Regions from separate parts of the Mus musculus genome. Here regions 2 and 3 are each linked to region 1. Evidence: chromatin contacts called from public HiCAR-type and promoter capture Hi-C data. All regions are on one chromosome and are shown on one strand. Each heading gives the region's core, a stretch centred on a gene start, on an enhancer-like site or on the middle of the called end of the contact. The rest is flanking DNA. Distances are from core to core; before and after follow the strand shown. Region 1 holds the start of Aqr (aquarius). Region 2 has its middle 60 kb from the start of Gm46758. Region 3 holds the start of Spred1 (sprouty protein with EVH-1 domain 1, related sequence).

Region 1 (3,801 bases), core at 366-2,865:
AATAACATGTCAGTGGTAGTTATATATTCAGAATGCTTTACATTTAAAATTGTAATCGAGCAAATTTTTATCTATATGTCTACAAACCATAAAAGATGGAGGGACGAAAGCTACAACATGTATATACTTGATGGCCAGACCTACAGCTATTTTCTTTCACAGTCCTCATTTTGGGCAGATGGGTATATATCACAAATTAAGAGAGAGAGAATGGTGTACCAGTCTACTGCCTATATTCCTCTAGAGAGGACTTACTAGAGATAACTGTTCAACCTATGTATGAGTTTGTAAATGGGATGGGTGTGCTAACCCAAGAATTATAAAATAAGTGACCAAATAAGAACCAGGCTAAAGTTTTAAACAGTTATTTCCCTAGTGAGGATAAAAGCATAAAACTCACAAGAAGTTGTGAGTTCAGCATCATGGACCATTGGAGGAACATGAATTACACCTATACTGTGATGTACCACATACGTAGTATGCCTAAAACAACTTTAAAAACTATCCATATTAAAAGTCGGTAAGGGAAAGAAGACAACACAAGTCTCAAATGTTAGCAAGGCACAACTGCTTTGGAAAGACAGACATTTCTTAAAATGGCAAACATACACCATTGAATGTGTTGCTTCAGAGGAAATGTATGTCTACATAATGACTTAGAATCGCCTGTAGAGGACTTTCTTGTAGTAGTCAGCAACTAGAAACAATCTAAACGCATATCAACATATTACTAAATTTATGGATTGTAGTATGTCTGAAAAGTTGGCTATTATTTAGCAATACAACTGAATCAGTGACTGATATGAACAACACAGATGCATCTCAAAATAATTTTGAGTGACCAAAAAAGAACATATTCTAAAATGTATGTAAAATAGTTTCTTTTTAAATTTTATTTTTACTTTTATTTCATGTGAATTGGTGTTTTGCGTGCATGTATGTCTGTGTGAGGGTGTCAGAGCCTCTGGACCTGGAGTTACAAACAATTGAGAGCTGCCATGTGGCTTCTGGGAATTGAACCCAGGTCATCTGGAAGAGCACCTGGTGCTCTTAACCGCTGATCAATCTCTCTTTTATTCCTCTGCAAATTTGCATAAAGTTTATATAAAATTCTGTAGTTAACAGTGACCCAGAGGATCCATGATAGTAGAAGACTGTGTGAGAAAAAGGGGTGATAGGTTGAAGGCAGAAGGACACATAGTAACTTTTAATGGCTTTGGGTAATCTCATTGCCATGATTCTGGTGATACAATAATAGATAGACAACTATTTCAAAGTGTATTAAGTTTTACACTTGGTTTATGTTTATTGTATGGCAATCAGTACTTCCAGGCAGTTTTTGAAGTCACACGGTGCCTCAAATTCTAAGAGTATGGGTTTTGCTTTTTACTATATTTTTCTTTAGCGTTCAAATAAAGTCGACATCCTATTCTTTCAACTCCCACCTTTATTAATCACATTCAACACATCTTTCAGCCCCCTCTCTCCCTATGACCCAATCCTACACGCTGTATGTTATCTTTCTTCCTTCCACTAGGGGGCAATAAAGAGACAGGTAAAGGCAGCCTACTTTCTAGCTCAAGCTTAACTCTTGCCTTGACTTCCGGGCCCACTAGTTCTGCTTCCGGGGAACGCCGGGACTTCTCAGGTTCCGGGAGGAACCGTGGGAGCCCAGCGTGTCTGTGCCGGGCGCTCTGGCACCTCGGGGCTGGGTCGCCGCCGCTGCTTGAAAGCTTTCGAGAGTCGCCGCTACGAGCCTCTGGTCAGCTTCAGTGGCGATCGCTGCGATGGCGGCTCCTGCGCAGCCCAAGAAAATCGTGGCCCCCACGGTGTCCCAGATCAACGCGGAGTTCGTCACTCAGGTGAGCCCCGGCGTGCCCGCTTGTGTAAGGAGGGATGCCGAGGACCTAAAGCCCGGGATTGGGATTGATTTTGATATCTTGTGTACGTGCAAGTTGCTAGTTAAACATTGGAAAAGCTGCAGTGAAAGAGGCCGCTCCTCGTTAGACCACAAAGCGTGCTTCTGAATTGTATTACTCTGACAAGACTCTGTCTACAAGTAGATCGCTCTATGGCAGTTAATTGTCATTATAACCTTTCATTTAGGAGACAACAGAGCCAATTCCGGGCCTGTAGCCTTTCACATCCTTGTTAATTCTTAGGAAATTATTGAGAGTGTAAGTGCGGGAAAATTTAAGCCCTCCCGCGCCTCTTCTGGCTCCGCAGATTTGTCAGGGCAGAAGCCTAGAAACTGTTTCCATTCGCTTAGCCCCAGCATGTCTACACAGTGTTTGTCTGTATTTCTGGACCTCTCTCGCCCAAAGATGCCTTCCCCACTAAGACTTGTTGATCTGTCATATTTCCTCTTGCCCTCCTGCAGCCTGTTCTTCAGATTGCTCCAGAGTGCTCACTGGTGCAAACCTGCTCACATTACTTGTCTTCCTACAGTGTCCCGTAAACAATTCTGATTGTCCCTGGGATAATGACTGGAATCTTTGAAAGTGCTGTGATCTGGCCTATGCTTTTACCCAAAGTGCCCTTCCTTTCTTCTTTCCTCCCTTCCTTTCTCTCTGTACCTGTCTGTCTGTCTCTCCCTCCTTTCCCCCCTAATTTTATGCTTTTATGGCTATAGCTGCGGTTACTTGAATATGCCATGGTAACTAAAAAGTGGATCCTGTTAACTTGGTTTTCTTTATTTTCATCCTTTTATACAATATTAGAGAGGCTATCCCGACTTCTTAACCGCATTAAAGCTAAATGCAGATAAGTACACAGTTTGAGAAAGAACACAAAAACAGTCCAGGCAAGTGCTGATACCTTAAAGTTTGAATGTAAAGAAAGAGCTAGAATGACAGGAACACATGAACCGAGAGGGAAAGTGCGGAGGAGAGATGGTGCCTGTCTTTCATTCCCAGCATGTGAGATGTGAAGACAGTGGGGAATGGAGTTCAAGGCTAGCCTTGTCTGTTTTGAGGCCAGCATAGGGTTCACAAGAAAGTTTTCACATTGTAGAAGGTCTCTTATAAAGTCTGCTGATTGTAAGATATTGAGCTGTAAATGAAAAGAACACACAGGTACCATCTTCTCTGTTTCACTTCAATGAGGATGAATAATCAGTGAAATGTTTATAATACAGAAATAGAAGAATATATTGAAACTGTTTACAACCTGAAAGATGGAAGCGTTAGTTGTCCGTTAGTGTTGCAGAAGCTTCTTGGAAGAAGAACACTTCAGACGTGGTTTCATTTGTCCGTTCATCTTTCTGTCTGTGTGTCTGTCTAGTGATACACCAAGCATTGAAGTCTACCAGACAGTGCAGTTACCTATTAAAAAATGTGCTCCCTAGAGTTTCTGGTTTTTTAAAAAGAGATTTTGTTTTGTTTTTAAAAATCAGTAAGAACTATTTTGTTTTTCAATTTTAATTTTTAATTATGTGTTTGGGGTGGGGTGGTATGTGCTGGTGAGTGCAGTTATCTGTGGAGGACAGAAGAGGCTGTCAGTTCCCTAGAACTGCAGTTGGAGAGAGTTGTAAGTCACTCAGGATAGTACTGAGAATACAATCAGGCCCTCTGGAAGACCAAGTACACTTAACTGCTGAGCCACTTCTTCACCCCCAGTCTATGTTTCTTAACAGTTGTATAGTCCACTTCAAATTCTGGAGAGATTATATATATATGTATTTAAATTTCTAAGCAAAGCTTGACCTGCTAAAATATACAACACCAACTTCTAATAATCAGCCTTTCTACTCCATTTCTTAATGATTTTTGTCTACTTATGTCTGGGTATAGTAGTCATTTA
Region 2 (3,513 bases), core at 993-3,492, 2.8 Mb before region 1:
CATTAATGCTGGTTACAGGCGTTTTCAGACCTAACCCTAACCCTCTGGTGTTCCCCAGACTGGGGACAAAGCAGGATTACATACAGGTCCTGGCTTTATAGTCATTGGGGTTAGTGACTGGGGCATGAATTGGTTCTTAAGAGCTTTGAGGGGTGACGTCATTCTGTATTTCCATCTGACCACTCATTACTGCTCTAATTACTTTCCAGTGTTCTCTTGTCCCTTCTGCCATGATGACTGGCGACATTTGAGGCAACCACTGTGGGATGAATGAAGAGACACCATGTAGAGTTTCCAGAGAATACAGGATATATATATATACATATATATATATATATATATATATATATATATATATATATATGGGTGAGCAGTAACTCTTTGTTATAAAGAAAATCTTGCTTTAAATTAAGCTTAATGCTGTCTACCTGACTTGATATAAATGATAATGAAGAAAACGTGGAGGTAAGCATTTACATGGGCTGGCTCATTTAAATCCTCACAAGAACAAAAATGGCTTTTATTTCCTCTGATTAATAGATGAGGAGTCAAATAACTTTTCAAACCTCTCCCATCTTGGAAATGGTAGGCCTGAACTTTGAACTCAAGGTTTCCCTGACAGAAAACCAAGGAACTATTATTTCCAGAGCATTCCTTGGAAGAGAAAATGCTAAGGCAGCCTAGGGAGTGGTAATTAATTTAGCACTTTGCATTCCGGAAGAAGCATTCCCGGGTAAATCAAGTCCTCTGTCAGCTCACCCCTCTGGGTAGGATGAGGTGTTCTCTCACCGGCAACCTGGTATCCGCCCAGAGCCTCCCGGTACCCGGGTTTGTTGCCCTGTGGCTGTGTAAACAACGTCTCTGCCTGGAAGAGCTCAGAGTCAGTTTTGGCCATTTAACCTATGTGTGACCCTGAAAATGTGAAAATGTTAATCTCAGTCTCTCTCAGCTTTGTTTCCTTTTTTTTCAGTGAAAGGGAGGAAGCTATAGAATCCAGTTCAGAGCCTACTGTGAGGAATTAGGGAGGCCCTGTGTAAAGCACTTGGAATTTTCTCTCCCCACCCCCATACCTTCAGAAATAACGAGTGCAGAGTCACTCTATCTGCTTGTGAACATTTTGAAGGTTTTCATTCCCCTCGAGAGGAAAGAGGTCTGTTTTGGAGAGAGGCCAGTGGTGTTCAAAATGCAGGAAGTAAAAGAAACATAGGAGCAATTCCCTTGCACTGGAGGAGAGCTCTCTTTTAGTATAAGCAGAAAAGCAAATTGACTTGGTGAATAATAATTTTTCTTGAAGGTTTTTTTTTTTAATTGTTGTGTTTTTTGAGTTTTGTTTTGTTTTGTTTTTGTCTTTTACTGAGATGAACCAGCTTCCGCCTGAGGTGAACAAATCCTTTCCCCTCTCAGATCTTATCGTTTCTTATCTGGAAGATGGATAGATTGGAGCCAGTCTCTCCAGTGTCTGGTGGCTGTTTGATCCTGCCATGCCCTGTTGCATCCGCCCGGGAGGAATGTGTCTGGAGCCTGTTTCTGTCTTGGGCTGTGAAACTCAGCCTGGAGGGGCTTCCTCAGAGTGAAGGAAAAGTGACCTAGCCTCACTTCTGTTTGACGTTAGAGTTCTGTAGCTTTCTTTGGTGGGGGGGTCTAACACGTGGGACCAAAGGAAAAGCGCATGGAGTCTGCAAACAGTTGTGGAACAAGTGCGTTTCCCCGCAGGCCAGCAGGGGAGAGGGAAAGGAAACAAAACAAGACAAAAAAAAAAAAAAAAAAAAACCACACACACACACACACACACACACACACACACAAAAGATGTTTATTGCAAAGCTACAGTCCCAGACTAACCTGGAGGGATGTTTGAATTCTGGAAAACCTTATGGATAAGCCTCGCAATTATGTACTTAGTCACAACCAGAGGGGAGGAACTTTGAAGGCACTGAATTGAAGAGACACAAAAGTCAGGAAGTGACCCTTTCGTGGGGACTGCAGAGGCCACAGAGGAGAAACAAAGTCCCTTCACAACCAGGGAAGACGGACCGTACCATCCCGGGGGGCCGGAGTGGGGAAGAGGGCGGTGGAAACTGACATCCTCGCTCTCAAGGAGCCGGCGAGGACACGGGATTTCCCGACTGAAAAGCCTCAGTGTTCGCCTGTCCCCGCACAGCCTCTCCCCCTCCGTGGAGGCCTGGGTCCGGCAGCCCGGGGGCGCCCTGCATCACCGCTCTGTGCGCGGGCGGGGCCGCGCTCCCCGGCCTGGAGATGGATGGCGTGCCCGAGCCAGCCCATCTGCGGCCGCGGCTGGTCCGGGAGGAAGCCGTCCCCGGGGATGAATGGGGCTTTGTTCGCTGCCAGCCGCGCTCCCCTCGCGGCCCGGCCCGGCACAACGGAGGCAGTATGCGACAGGCATGGAAATGAGCCGCGGGCTCTCCCCTCGCAGCGCCCAGGAATGCTGGCCAGCCGGAAAGGAGCCCTCGCTGGGGACCCGCTCCCGCGCCTCTGAAACCCCATTGAGAAGGGCTCTTTGAAGCAATTAAAGCGCGTTTCACGGCGGCCCGGGAGGGGGCCCTGGCCGTCCAGCTTCTCTTTTTACCCCTCTTCTCTGTCCGATCGTGTTTGTGCACCTTGGTGTGGCGGGTTACCTAGAAACCAGGCCAGAACCCGCTCCCTCTCTTGCAGAGATTCTGTAACCTCACAAAAGTGTCCCCATAAACAGATTGCTTGTCACCAGGGGGCGGGGGTGTGTGCGGGCTAGAACCCAGTTTGGACTTGCTCCAAGCTGACCTGCAGAGCCTGGGTTCCTGCTTTCAAAGGCTTCTTTGCTGGGCTCTGCACCCACCTGCCCTGCAGTCAGGTTTAGGCAGACAGAAATTGCCTCTAGATGAAAAAGTCCTGAGGCTGCGGCTCAGCATTTTCCATTTTCTCAGTGGTGGGGTGGGCCGCGTTCAGGTCTAGAAGTGATGTCACAACCAGCCCTGTAAAGTGATGTAACCTGCACTTGTTGAAGGACTAGGACCGGGCTATTTTGAGACTCTTGAGTTTCTTCCTTCCCCCCTGGAGAAAAGTGGGTGACTGGGCAACTCACAAAGCCGCTCTGGGTACAGCGGTTCTCATTTGTTACCGGGGAAAATCTTAAGGCTCAGGAACTGATTCCGTGAAGAAGGATGGAATTCCTTCTAAATTGGAGGTGGGCACCTTATATATATACCCATGGGGCAAGTGTGTGAACTGAAGGCCCAGTAACACCCATATAAAAAGATTTCATTGAGTTCTCTAGTTGATTTTATAGTGCTTTCTTTCCTCTAGGAGTTAAGTCTGTCTCTTCCCCAGCAGGTGCTTCCTAGAGAACAGGATTCTTTTGTTGTAGCTTTGCTTTGTTTGTTGTGTTTCTGAGACTTGGTTCTTGAATTTCCCTCTGTGGCCAAGAATGGTGGTATATTCCGGATCGGCCTGCCTCTACCTCCCAAGTGCTGGAGTTCAGGCGTGTGCTGCCTTGAGCATCATGATCTCTTTGGGGGG
Region 3 (3,467 bases), core at 752-3,251, 2.9 Mb before region 1:
AACTTCAAATTCTCCTCACTTCCTGAACCCAAAAATCTACACAAGGACAAACAAGCTTCGAGTGGTTTTCTTAGGAAAGCCTTTCAAGTTGTCCAAGGTGATGGATGTTTAATTATTTTTTTTATGAATGAAGTGTGCTATGCAAATGAGGGCGATTCACAAAAAGAGAGAACATGGCGGCCACTTCTGCTTCTAGACTGCACTGACTGCAGCAATCCACCTCCTTCCACACCCGCTCCTCAATGCGTGCTTTTCAAAGGGGGGGGGCGTTGCTCGGCATTTTTCTGCTATTTTATGGTAAACGGGCCTTTAAAGCCTTCTCGAAAAGATCTGACTTGAGGAATGCACTTTATTTAAAGGAATGCATCCTAAGGACTAGACTTCATTTAACTCTTCATAGCCCTCCAAATACAAACAAAAATTGAATTCAATTACAGAAAAAACAGACACCAAAATTCGGCCCCAAATTAACTCTCAACAGGAAACTCTTACAGCCCCATTATTCCTTCAAGAGGCTGCTACATTAAAGCAAAATATTTAAAAGGCACGGTGATTCATTTGGAAAACCTAAGGACAGTCCAAAAAAGCAAAAACTTATGGATCAAGCTCTGATGAAGTCACCAACGCGTTCGGCAATGTAAACCGTACTTTATCACAGACGGAAGCCAAACCCTAGCATTCAAAATTTTTAATTACTCTGTTCTTGATTAAGACGGGTTCAATACTCTCGAAGGTTAAAAAAATAATAATAAAAAAACACAATAGCTCAACATCGCCCACACTCCAGGTGTCCTTAATCCTATTTAATTCTTAAAATGTTTCCCTAACCCTATCTTTTTACTAGAATAGTATAGGTCATAAGTTTAAAAAGTGGGGCGGGGGGCGAAGGCTTAATCGGTATTTAGGAGTCACTGAGTCATCGAATTAGGATTCAAGAGCAGTTTGCGGCTGGAGGTGCTCCCACACATTAGTTTCCGAGCGAAATAGCTGTAGAGGCAGGGTGGCTGGATGTTCAAGGTGTTTGGGGAGGGGGGGCGGGTTTGACGCCGGAGTGAAGGGCAGGCAAAGGGTAGTTTCTACTCCACTTTGAGCTACCCACATTATTACTCTGTCTCGGAGACGTCCGACTGCTACGCCGCCTCTGCACTGCACTCGATACCCTTCCCCAAGCAGAGAGGCGAAAATGCACGAATGAAAAGGGGTGCTGCCATTAAAGAAAATGGCCCGACACATCGGGCATCTATCACCTCCCGGGCGGGACGGGCTGGGGGGAGGGGGCTGCCCCCCGGGCTCAACCAGGCCAGGGCTCGCTTACTCGTTGTCAGAAGTCGCCGTCTCCTCGCTCATCTTTCCCTCACCGTGATCCGATCAGGAGATGGAGGAGCAACAGCAGGCAGGGAAGCAGCGGCAGCGGCGGCACCGAGGGGCGGCGGGCGACGACGGCCGGCGGGGCGCGCGGGCAGCGGCTCGGGGGCCTCACCATGGTGGATGCCTCACTCGGAGCGGTGCCCCGCGAGCCGGGCAGCCCGGCCACCCCCGCAGGGGGGCGGCGGCAGCAAGCGCGGCCGTGGCGACCCCAGCGGTTTGCCGCGCCGAGGTCGAGTGCGAAGCCGAGACGGCGCGGGCGACTGCGGGCGCTGAGGGGGACGCGGCCGGTGGCTGAGGCGGTGCTGCTCTCAGGGGCGCGGCGACGGGCGGGCGGCGGGAGCCGGCGGGGGGCAGCCGAGCGCTGGCTGCGGGAGGCGGCGCGGTCCCGCCGAGGTGCCGCGCACCATCTCCCGCCTGGCCGCCGGCTGCCCGCGCGGCGCGCCTGGTCGGCCCTCAGGGGCTGCCTCGGACGCGCTCCAGCTGAGGGGCCGCAGGCAGGGCGCGAGGCGAGCGTCGGAGCCCGAGGGCACAGTGCCGAGCGGCGGCGACGAGGGCCGAGATCAGCGCTGCTCGGCGGCCCGCTCCTCACGCCCGCGAGAGGGGAGCCGCGAGGGGGGCGGCGGAAGCGCTCACGCCGCCCGCTCCTTCCGCCGCTCGAACCGGGGGCGCCCGCGGGAGAGGCAGGCGAAGTAGTCCCTCGCGACTTCTGGGCCGCCGGGGCTCGCGCGGGTGCGGCTGGGCGGACGTGGGGCGCGGCTGCAAGCCGGAGGCGCGGGGCCTCTGAGGGGTCGGGGGGAAACCTAAAAGCCGCGGCCCGCAGTCGAATCACTGCAGCTCTGGATCGTGGGCAGCATAACAAGTTTCAGGAAAGTAGTTCCCTCCTCCCCTCGCTTCCCAAATCGTCGGGCAGCGGGAGCGGGGCGAGGAGGGTGGCGGAGGGATATGTCGCTGCACTGCATCGCGCGCGTGTGCGTGCGCGCGCTCCAAACTCTTGGCACGCCGAGGAAAGGGGGCGGGGGTGGGAGCTGTGAGCCGAGCTGCTCCGGGACTGGCATTGTTGCGACGCTCAAGTCCCCGTTACTCGGCCTGGGATATCCGGGTTGCCGGGACAAGCGGGCAGCACACCGTGTGCTCGGGGAAGAAATCGGGAGGCCACTCCGTACTGCTCAGTGCGCGTGCACGCGCGCGCGTGTGTTGTGTTTTTCTTGCAAAGAATGGAACTGGCATGAGTTCATCTCTTAGTGGGGGTTACAGGCCAGGACTGCAAAGCGAGCTCCTCCTGCTGTCCCTCTAGTTGCATTGCTGCAGTTCCCTTGCTTCTTGCACAAGGGTAGTTGTGTGCGTGTGATGTGTGTGTGTGTGTGTGTGTGTGTGTGTGTGTGTGTGTGTGTGTGTGTGTGTGTGTGTAGAAAGAGTTGGTTTCAATACCTCGCAGCGCGATCCTCACTGCGCAAACAGCATGCAATGCTGGGCATTCATCTCTGGAAGCACGAGTGCTTGTTAATGGAGAACGGCTTCCATTGAAGCCCGGGGTAGGCGGGTTACATGAATCTGGCGCATCCAGCAGCACAGGAAATAACTCCCGCTGCGAGCGAGGTTGCATAACTATAGCGCAGGAGAAGCCTGTGTGGCACGAACTTTGGCGAACAGAGGCGGAACGGTTGTTGGATAGGCAGCTGTCACGTTTGCATTGTCAGAGGACAATGTATGCAATCATCCCAAAAGATCTTTTTTGCACAAGAACCTTCTAAGGTTGAGGGCTGGAGCCTGGGATCTTTGTGACCGGAGGGCTAGGAACTCCTAGCTCTATAAATTCTATTATCTTGTCTCTAAGAAGTCAGCTTATACACAAGATGGCCTGGGGGACTGACTCCCTAGCGCTCCTAAGTTCCTGTGGCGTCTCCCTAGGCGGTTTTGCGATAGGCTTTTCACTTTGTTCTCAAGTTTACTTAACCCCCGGGGAAGGAAGCTTCCTGTTCCAGCCACCTTGAGAGATAGAACAATTCCAAGGGAAGAAGTCCAGCGGGCCTCCTAAGGAAACCGTCACTCTTCAGCCAAAGGTTTCCAGGAAGCCTCAGAATTGCTGCTCTCCTCCGAAT

Evidence for each region. Promoter capture Hi-C pulls out the DNA fragments that hold promoters and counts their contacts. HiCAR-type assays count read pairs that join an accessible place to other places.
Region 2: a HiCAR-type map of astrocytes shows a contact between it and region 1, with 6 times the contacts expected there. The contact joins the enhancer-like site here to the promoter of Aqr in region 1. A contact is called at or near these places in 4 of 39 promoter capture datasets (the 3T3-L1 cell line, hippocampal neurons, liver and 1 more) and 2 of 115 datasets of contacts at active chromatin or transcription factors (astrocytes and embryonic stem cells).
Region 3: a contact with region 1 is called in a promoter capture Hi-C map of liver, with 11 times the contacts expected there. The contact joins the promoter of Spred1 here to the promoter of Aqr in region 1. A contact is called at or near these places in 8 of 39 promoter capture datasets (the 3T3-L1 cell line, the HPC-7 cell line, embryonic stem cells and 5 more), 1 of 484 Hi-C or Micro-C datasets (pre-B cells) and 3 of 115 datasets of contacts at active chromatin or transcription factors (astrocytes, embryonic forebrain and embryonic stem cells).

Annotation. Positions count from the first base shown.
Region 1 is chr2:114,173,153-114,176,953 of GRCm38.p6, reverse strand. Aqr (aquarius) reads left to right here and starts at 1,615. Exons shown (of 35, transcript NM_009702.3): 1 at 1,615-1,862. The coding sequence starts at 1,788.
Region 2 is chr2:116,974,625-116,978,137 of GRCm38.p6, reverse strand. No RefSeq gene overlaps it. Among named protein-coding and RNA genes, the nearest start is that of Gm46758, 60 kb to the right of the region's middle. Within about 2 kb of position 2,242, at least 300 of the 459 cell types and tissues checked have an H3K27ac peak or open chromatin away from gene starts, as enhancers often do. A contact at or near this core is called in astrocytes, embryonic stem cells, hippocampal neurons and 2 more, where this site is marked.
Region 3 is chr2:117,119,605-117,123,071 of GRCm38.p6, reverse strand. Spred1 (sprouty protein with EVH-1 domain 1, related sequence) reads right to left here and starts at 2,001. Exons shown (of 7, transcript NM_033524.3): 1 at 1,316-2,001. The coding sequence starts at 1,347.